2 separate regions of the Mus musculus genome follow, and region 2 is linked to region 1. A link is a contact called in public Hi-C data. All regions are on one chromosome and are shown on one strand. Each heading gives the region's core, a stretch centred on a gene start, on an enhancer-like site or on the middle of the called end of the contact. The rest is flanking DNA. Distances are from core to core; before and after follow the strand shown. Region 1 has its middle 110 kb from the start of Ccng1. Region 2 has its middle 380 kb from the start of A230004M16Rik.

Region 1 (3,512 bases), core at 825-3,324:
TGCAGGCCAGTAATAATCATCTTGTTTAATGTGAGTCTGTGGAAGGTCAGGCAAATTTAAGCCCAGGGCAGTGCAGTACTACCTCCGACCATGGAGAGGGTGTTTTGGGGTGTGCTTTACTCCGGGGATCCAGGATCAGTGCCTTGGGTTAGCCATAAAGGAGAAATCAGCAGTAGTAGATTTATGCTTTGTTTTCAGTACAAATTATAAGCCACTATCTAATCTAAAATTGCAAGGATGGAAACAGGATTACTAATAAAATTACTATAACATCTTATTTATGGATAAAGTGCTCTGGATATATTTCTTACTAAGCTATAAGATCAATCAGATATTTTCATCCCAGGGTATTTTTTATAATTTAATGATAAACACTCTATTCCACTTTAGACACAAACTCTTCAGGAATTACATAGGGGACACTGGAGTCTGAGACAGGAGGTTTGGGAGCTCAAGGCCAGACTGGGCAGCATAGTGATACATGTCTTAAAGACAATAAAGAAAAAAAAAACACATAAATATTTCTATGGAGGATTTCTTGTATTTACTCTGTGATATAGATAGCCAAAGGTAGCCTGGTAGCATACACAGCCTGGATCATAATGCATACAAGGTTTTGCTAAAAAGCAGAGAAAAATGATCCGGTCTTTAGGAGAGAAGTTTCAAGATAGCTATTTACAGCCCAAGTTCAGTCTGTGATGGAAACAGACGCAGATCAACGGCCAAAACATGAGGCCGAGCTTGGGGAATCTTGTGCAAGGGTGACGAAACGATTGAAGGAGCCAGAGGGATCAAGGACACCACAAGAAAACCTACAGAATCAACTAACCTGAGCCCATAGGGGCCCAGAAACTGAACTGTCCACCAGAGAACATGCATGGGACTGACTTAGGCCCTCTACCATGTGTAACAGCTGTACAGTGGGGTCTTCATGTGGGATTCCTAACAACAGGAGCTGGAGCTGTCTCTGACTCTGTTGTCTGTTCACTTTCATTTCCTTTTACAATTCCAGATGGAATATTTTACCCCCATTAAAAGAAATCACTGACATATTTACAAGGTCTTGACTCTATTCCCTTTTGACATCTGTTCCTTTGCCACAGTGTAATTTTCTCCAGTAGCTCCCAAGCAGTCTTGTCTGTATGGGCTGATGTGGAGTGTGTTCAGATCTATCAGTCTCGCCTCTAGGACAAGTATTCTTCTGGCTGCTATGGATACCTACTTGGCAGCCTTCCTCGTTAATTCACATTTGCCTACCCGGGTATATGATCCTATATCACAGGCTGAGGGAAGCCAATGAATGCTTTTGGAGTATAGAATTGTCACTGGATTCGCCATCCCCACTTAAGATCTGAAGATGCAGAAGGGAGTGGCAAAGCTCCTGGTAAAGATGTCCTTATGGATCTGCCTTTTGTCAGTTCCTCAACTCTCGTTTCACACTCTTGTTCGACTGATATTCTCAGAGCACATGTGCTTCAGGAGTTAAATGTCAGAGATACAGTACAGAGCTAAACCCAGTTTCTACTTCCAAATAGCTTATAGTCTGTCATGAAAAAAGACAAGTGCATTATAGCGTGATAAACACTTGGAGCTTTGGCCGTGTGGATTTGTGTGATAAACTTCTCCTGGATTATGACACTGAGATTTTATGGATTGTTACTGTGGCATAGAGCATCTTATCAGAACTGACAGATACCTGGATAGAGACATATTACACTGCTCCAAGTCAGCCCTCAAGCCGTTTCCAAGAAGCACAAGATATCGGAGGCCAGTTGTACTCTGCACACAATTGCTGTAGACCCTGATCTTTCCTTTCTGATGCCTTACCAGGATGGCAGCTCAGGTGCACATTGGTGCAGCTTGTATCCCACTTCCTGGACTCTGTGATTTGGCTGGATTCATCAGATGAGAATTGCTCTGTTTGACGCTCCCTTTGCTTGCTCTTTGTGTTTTGAGATAGGGTCTGGCTTGCGAAGTAATTCTGACTAATCTGGAACTTGCTATATAGACTAGGCTGAGCTTACTTGCAGTGAAGCCTCTGTCCCTGTCTCTCTAGTGCTGGAGTATCAGGAGTGCCATCTGCCCAGCCCCATACTATCTATTCTTACAAGACAAGGAGAAAGCTCTGTTTCTTCCTTCAAGTTCTTGCTAGATGAAAATACATTTGAAAATGCAGTTTTCTTGTTTATCATCTTTCCAGAATCCTGGAACTGTTCGTGGGTTACTCATCATAAGTAGAAGTTTCTGGCAAAGAAGCTACCCCTACAACTGTGCATCTACAAGGTTTGAGAGAAGGAATTATGAGGACCGGAGAGATTTTACTAGAGCAGATTCTTAAAACACAGACCATGCAGTCTGTCTTTTACCAACATCTGCCAGATGGGGGCAGTAGAAGAACATAGCTTGCTTAATTGGAGCCCCACCAACTCAAGTGTGGTACTGTTTTTATTAGGAACAACACCAAGTGTTTTGTGAAATGATTTTTGCATGCATTTCTAGGGATGGGGAATTCTAGAATCTTCTGGAAAGATATAATAGCTTTAAAATGAGTTTTATTACTACTTCTGGAGATTAAAGCAGAATTTCTTTTTTTTTTCTTTTTTTTTTTTTTTTGGCCTTGAAAGTTAAGATAAAAAGATAGTTTGGAGGAAGCTGGGCAACAGAAGTTTAACTCCATAGTGGTCTTTGTCCAACTTCTGCTCTGTCAGTGGTTTGTGCAGAGTTGAAAACTACTATTTTCAGATTTTGGCGTTGTCATCTGGGCCTCCTGACAAGAGGCAGCTCACACTCAGCAATCCTCCAAATAGGATTCTTGAGTCAGCACGGGTTTTGCGTGTTCAAGGGCACTGGTGGCTTGTTTCTTCAGGTTAGCAATCTGGTGAAACACCATCCGGCTCAGCATCCCTCCTAGAGCTGGGGCAGGTCATCCCGTCTCCCCAGACTTCAGCTAGAACTGGAGAAGATAATCCTCAGGTCTTTCCAGGTCTGGGCAGCTCTGCTTCTACAGACTAGAGGTCATTCTCAGCAACTATGGCTAGCCTACTACCACACATGACATTCCCGACACCTCGAGGTGTACGCGAGGGTTTGCACTGTGTATTTCACATCCCTTCCGCTCTGTGATCTATTAGTGGTTAGATGGCAGCCATTTCAGCCTTGTTCCTGGTGAGAAAGCCACTCATTAGTTCATTGGCAGCTCGGGTGGGCCTTCCCGTTGCTTTTGTGAAATGGAATACTGTCACCTGGCTGGACTTAGCAACTGAGGTCATTTCATACTACTCTAGAATTCATTTTCTTGCTTTTCTTTCTTTTTCATTTTTGAGATGGGGTCTTAGTAAGGAACCTTGGCTGACCTGGATCTTGCTACATAGACTAGGATGTCCTGGAGTTGGCAGAATTCCTTTTGCCCCTGCTTTTGAAGTTTACTGACTTAGCAGGCAGAAAAGACTTGATTTCTTGTTCTACTTCCATTCTGCCTCAGGCCAGTAGCACTGGAATTATTAAGTTTTCAT
Region 2 (3,157 bases), core at 163-2,662, 470 kb after region 1:
AAGGGCTAGGCTGAATACTCACCATGGGAAACATGCCCATGAGGTTTGTTTGTTTGTTTGTTTGTTTTCCTCTCTTCACTATGAATGTAAATCCATCCTGGCCCTACTTCACTGGGTTCCAGTCTCAGTATCCCCTCTCTCTTCATTAAAAAGTTCCACTGGATCTGATTGCTTTTCTTTTTATCAAATTATCCCCTCAAATTTTTATGTATATATTATAGAATTCAAAGAAACATTAAATTTTTTTCACTCAGTTTTAGACCCACAGTATTTTCAAGTGACTATCTTATTTAAGGAAGATTCCCTGTTTGCTTTGTTAGTCAGCTTCCTCTTGTTGGGATAAAATGCCTAAGGAGGAGAGATTCATTTTTGACTCACAGTTTAGCAGGTTTTATTCCATGTTTGTTCTGATCCTTTGGAGGCACTAGATGCATAGTTCTTCATGGCAGCAAACCTTGTGACACTTGGAGCCATGCTTCTTGCAGCATTTTATTTTCATCCAGGTGAAGAGGGAGAGAGTAGAAAAGTGGAAAGATCACGAGAGAAGAAAGAGAGGAAAGGAAGGGGACTGAGCGAATGACTGACACAGAGAAAAGAGATGAGATATAGAGAAGACACAGATGGAGAGAAGGGAAGAAAAGAAAAAAAAGAATGATGGAGAGAGAAGCAAGAAAGAGCAGACCTAGGGTGTTTGGTGTAATGTTTATCAGACTATGTGGGGGTATTTAAAAATATTTCTTTGTGGTTTTCTATCTCTGAGTTTTCCTGAGTTCTTGGTTATATTAAAGTAGCATATCCTTCAACAACCATATGATTCGGGGAGTTTTATTTCATCCTATGTTTTGAATTTTAGTTCTCTCAAAACAATAGTATGCCTTGCAGAATAGCTCTTAACATTAGTAAACTCCAATCAGTCATCTAATTTCTGGGACTGTGCTGTAAATAAAGCATCTAAATTCTAATTGCCAAATTCAAGGTCACAAAGAATTTTCCAATGATTATTCTTAGGAGTACAATTTTAGTGAAAGAAGCTCTTATGGTTACTAAAATGAATAAGCTCAAACAAAAATTCACACATAAAAAACAATGATGATTATTTTATAAGACAGTTAGCAGATAATTAAATATGTGTAAAAATAACATCAAAGTCATTGAAGGACATTCATAAAAACACTCTTAAATACAACGTTAGCCAATTAATGATAAACTGCTTCATCATTAGTTCTTCACAGGCAATAGGACGGGTTCTCTCCCACTGTGGGTTGATAACTTGCAATATCGTTAATTTACATGATATATATAGAAGGAAAAGAGAAGCATTTTTAACTTTATAAGGAATATACATTGCTAGCTGCCAATTCTGACTTATCTTAGCCAGTAGATGTCATTCTCTCTCTATTTTAATATGGCTTTCCTATCTTCCTTTAGTAGACTCTTCTTGAGACATGTTATGAAACTGAGATTCATTTCAGCCTGCTTTTCTCTTCTTCATCTTTCCCAGTTAGTATCTTTGTCTCTTCATTAATAGGAAGAGGACTAGAGTCCAAAAAAAGAGGTCATTCAGATAGCTTGCCTTACTGAGGGATATTTCCCTACATATTTAAGACACTCGACAATGCTGACTGAGTGTCAGAGTGGAACATCCCCTAATGCATTTTAGGTACTGACAGACACGGAAAAAAATCTATTAATAATGCTAGCAAGTTGACAAGGAAATCAAGATCTCTGAAAGCACTAAGAGGATTTCTTTTAATATGTTATGCACCCTTTTCCATGTACAGTTGTAGATGTTATCATTTCCTTAAAATGACCTCGGCTTATCAAGACCCAGGCAACTGGCATTTCTTAGTATAAAGCATTTGCCTAGTGTGAACAGGGCCTTGGGTTTGAACCTCAGCAAGGCAAGGGTATGTGAGGATTTAGAAAGAGATATAAGTAGAACCTTTAATGAGGCTGTTAGTTTAAATAGCCATTTATTTTTTATTTTTACCAAGAAATGAGAAAAAATATTTTCTATAAGGATTTCTACAAGAATACCCAATCACTTTGAAGGTATATTTTCAGAATTTATTTATTTAATTACCAAAGTAAAGTCTTTCTTTGTATATTGGCCTGGCAGGGAACTATGTATGTACTTCATTTATGCCTCACTTCCTACCTCAGATTTCTGAATGCTGGAAATACAGGCATGAACTACATATGACAACAAACTCTGAAAATTTCCTTCAATGAGTGCCTATAGCTTGTAGTACACACTGCTAGTCTACTTTGCAAAATTATAGAAACTGTTGAGACTACACTTTTGAACTTTGAAATAAGATTATGCATGTTAAACCCAAACCATGCCATTTGTTAAGCCTTTGAGCTCCTAAAGGCATTCTTCTGATTTTCTAGAAATAGCTTATCACAAATAAGAAGCATGGATGTAGTTTGATATGATTTTCTATAATTCTGATTGTAGAATCCATGGGGTTATCTATTAGTTCAGAACAAGTTCACGTGTTTTTCTGTCATGTCTCCCTGAATAAGCTATCAAAATTGAATGTGTGTTGGCTACAGAGATAGTTCAGAGGCTGAAAACCCTTGCTGCTATTGTAGAAAACCTAACCTTGGTTCCCAGCACCTGTTCTGGAAGGTACACTGTCTCCTGTAACAATAGTTCCAAAGCATCAGATGTCTTTTTTGAGCTTCTGACTATCCTGCACTCACATTTGTCCAAATAAACATACACACAGAGAGACATATTCAGTTTTTAAAATTGAATGCTACCCATCTTCTTGATAATCATGTTACACTTCCCAAGCTTCAACAGCTGAACAAACTGTAAAACTGTTAAAATTTAGAAATAAAAAGAAAGATACAGGGTTTACATACAAATTAAAATACAGAGGTGAATTATGACCTCTTGTCTACTAAGCCATATATGTTTCCTTGGAAACAAGAACATCAAATTTCCCCAGCAGTCCCTGTTGTGAATTATTTTAGAGAGCAGCAGGAGCCTCTTTTATGCTCCAGGGCATAGTGGCTGATTCTCTAGGCAACAGTTTGGATCTTGTGGAAGATACTTTCTTTATGTCAACTAATTAATCCTTTTCTGTGGGATTTAGGGGCAGAGATTATGAAGATCATATGCACATCTCTAAGGCCTGAATCGTAA

Evidence for each region. Hi-C and Micro-C count contacts between places; a contact is called where the count stands out from the background.
Region 2: a Hi-C map of cortical neurons shows a contact between it and region 1, with 2.5 times the contacts expected there. The contact joins two enhancer-like sites. A contact is called at or near these places in 3 of 484 Hi-C or Micro-C datasets (cerebral cortex, cortical neurons and embryonic stem cells).

What each region holds. Positions count from the first base shown.
Region 1 is chr11:40,863,512-40,867,023 of GRCm38.p6, forward strand. No RefSeq gene overlaps it. Among named protein-coding and RNA genes, the nearest start is that of Ccng1, 110 kb to the left of the region's middle. Within about 2 kb of position 2,075, at least 10 of the 459 cell types and tissues checked have an H3K27ac peak or open chromatin away from gene starts, as enhancers often do. A contact at or near this core is called in cortical neurons, where this site is marked.
Region 2 is chr11:41,332,494-41,335,650 of GRCm38.p6, forward strand. No RefSeq gene overlaps it. Among named protein-coding and RNA genes, the nearest start is that of A230004M16Rik, 380 kb to the right of the region's middle. Within about 2 kb of position 1,413, at least 4 of the 459 cell types and tissues checked have an H3K27ac peak or open chromatin away from gene starts, as enhancers often do. A contact at or near this core is called in cortical neurons, where this site is marked.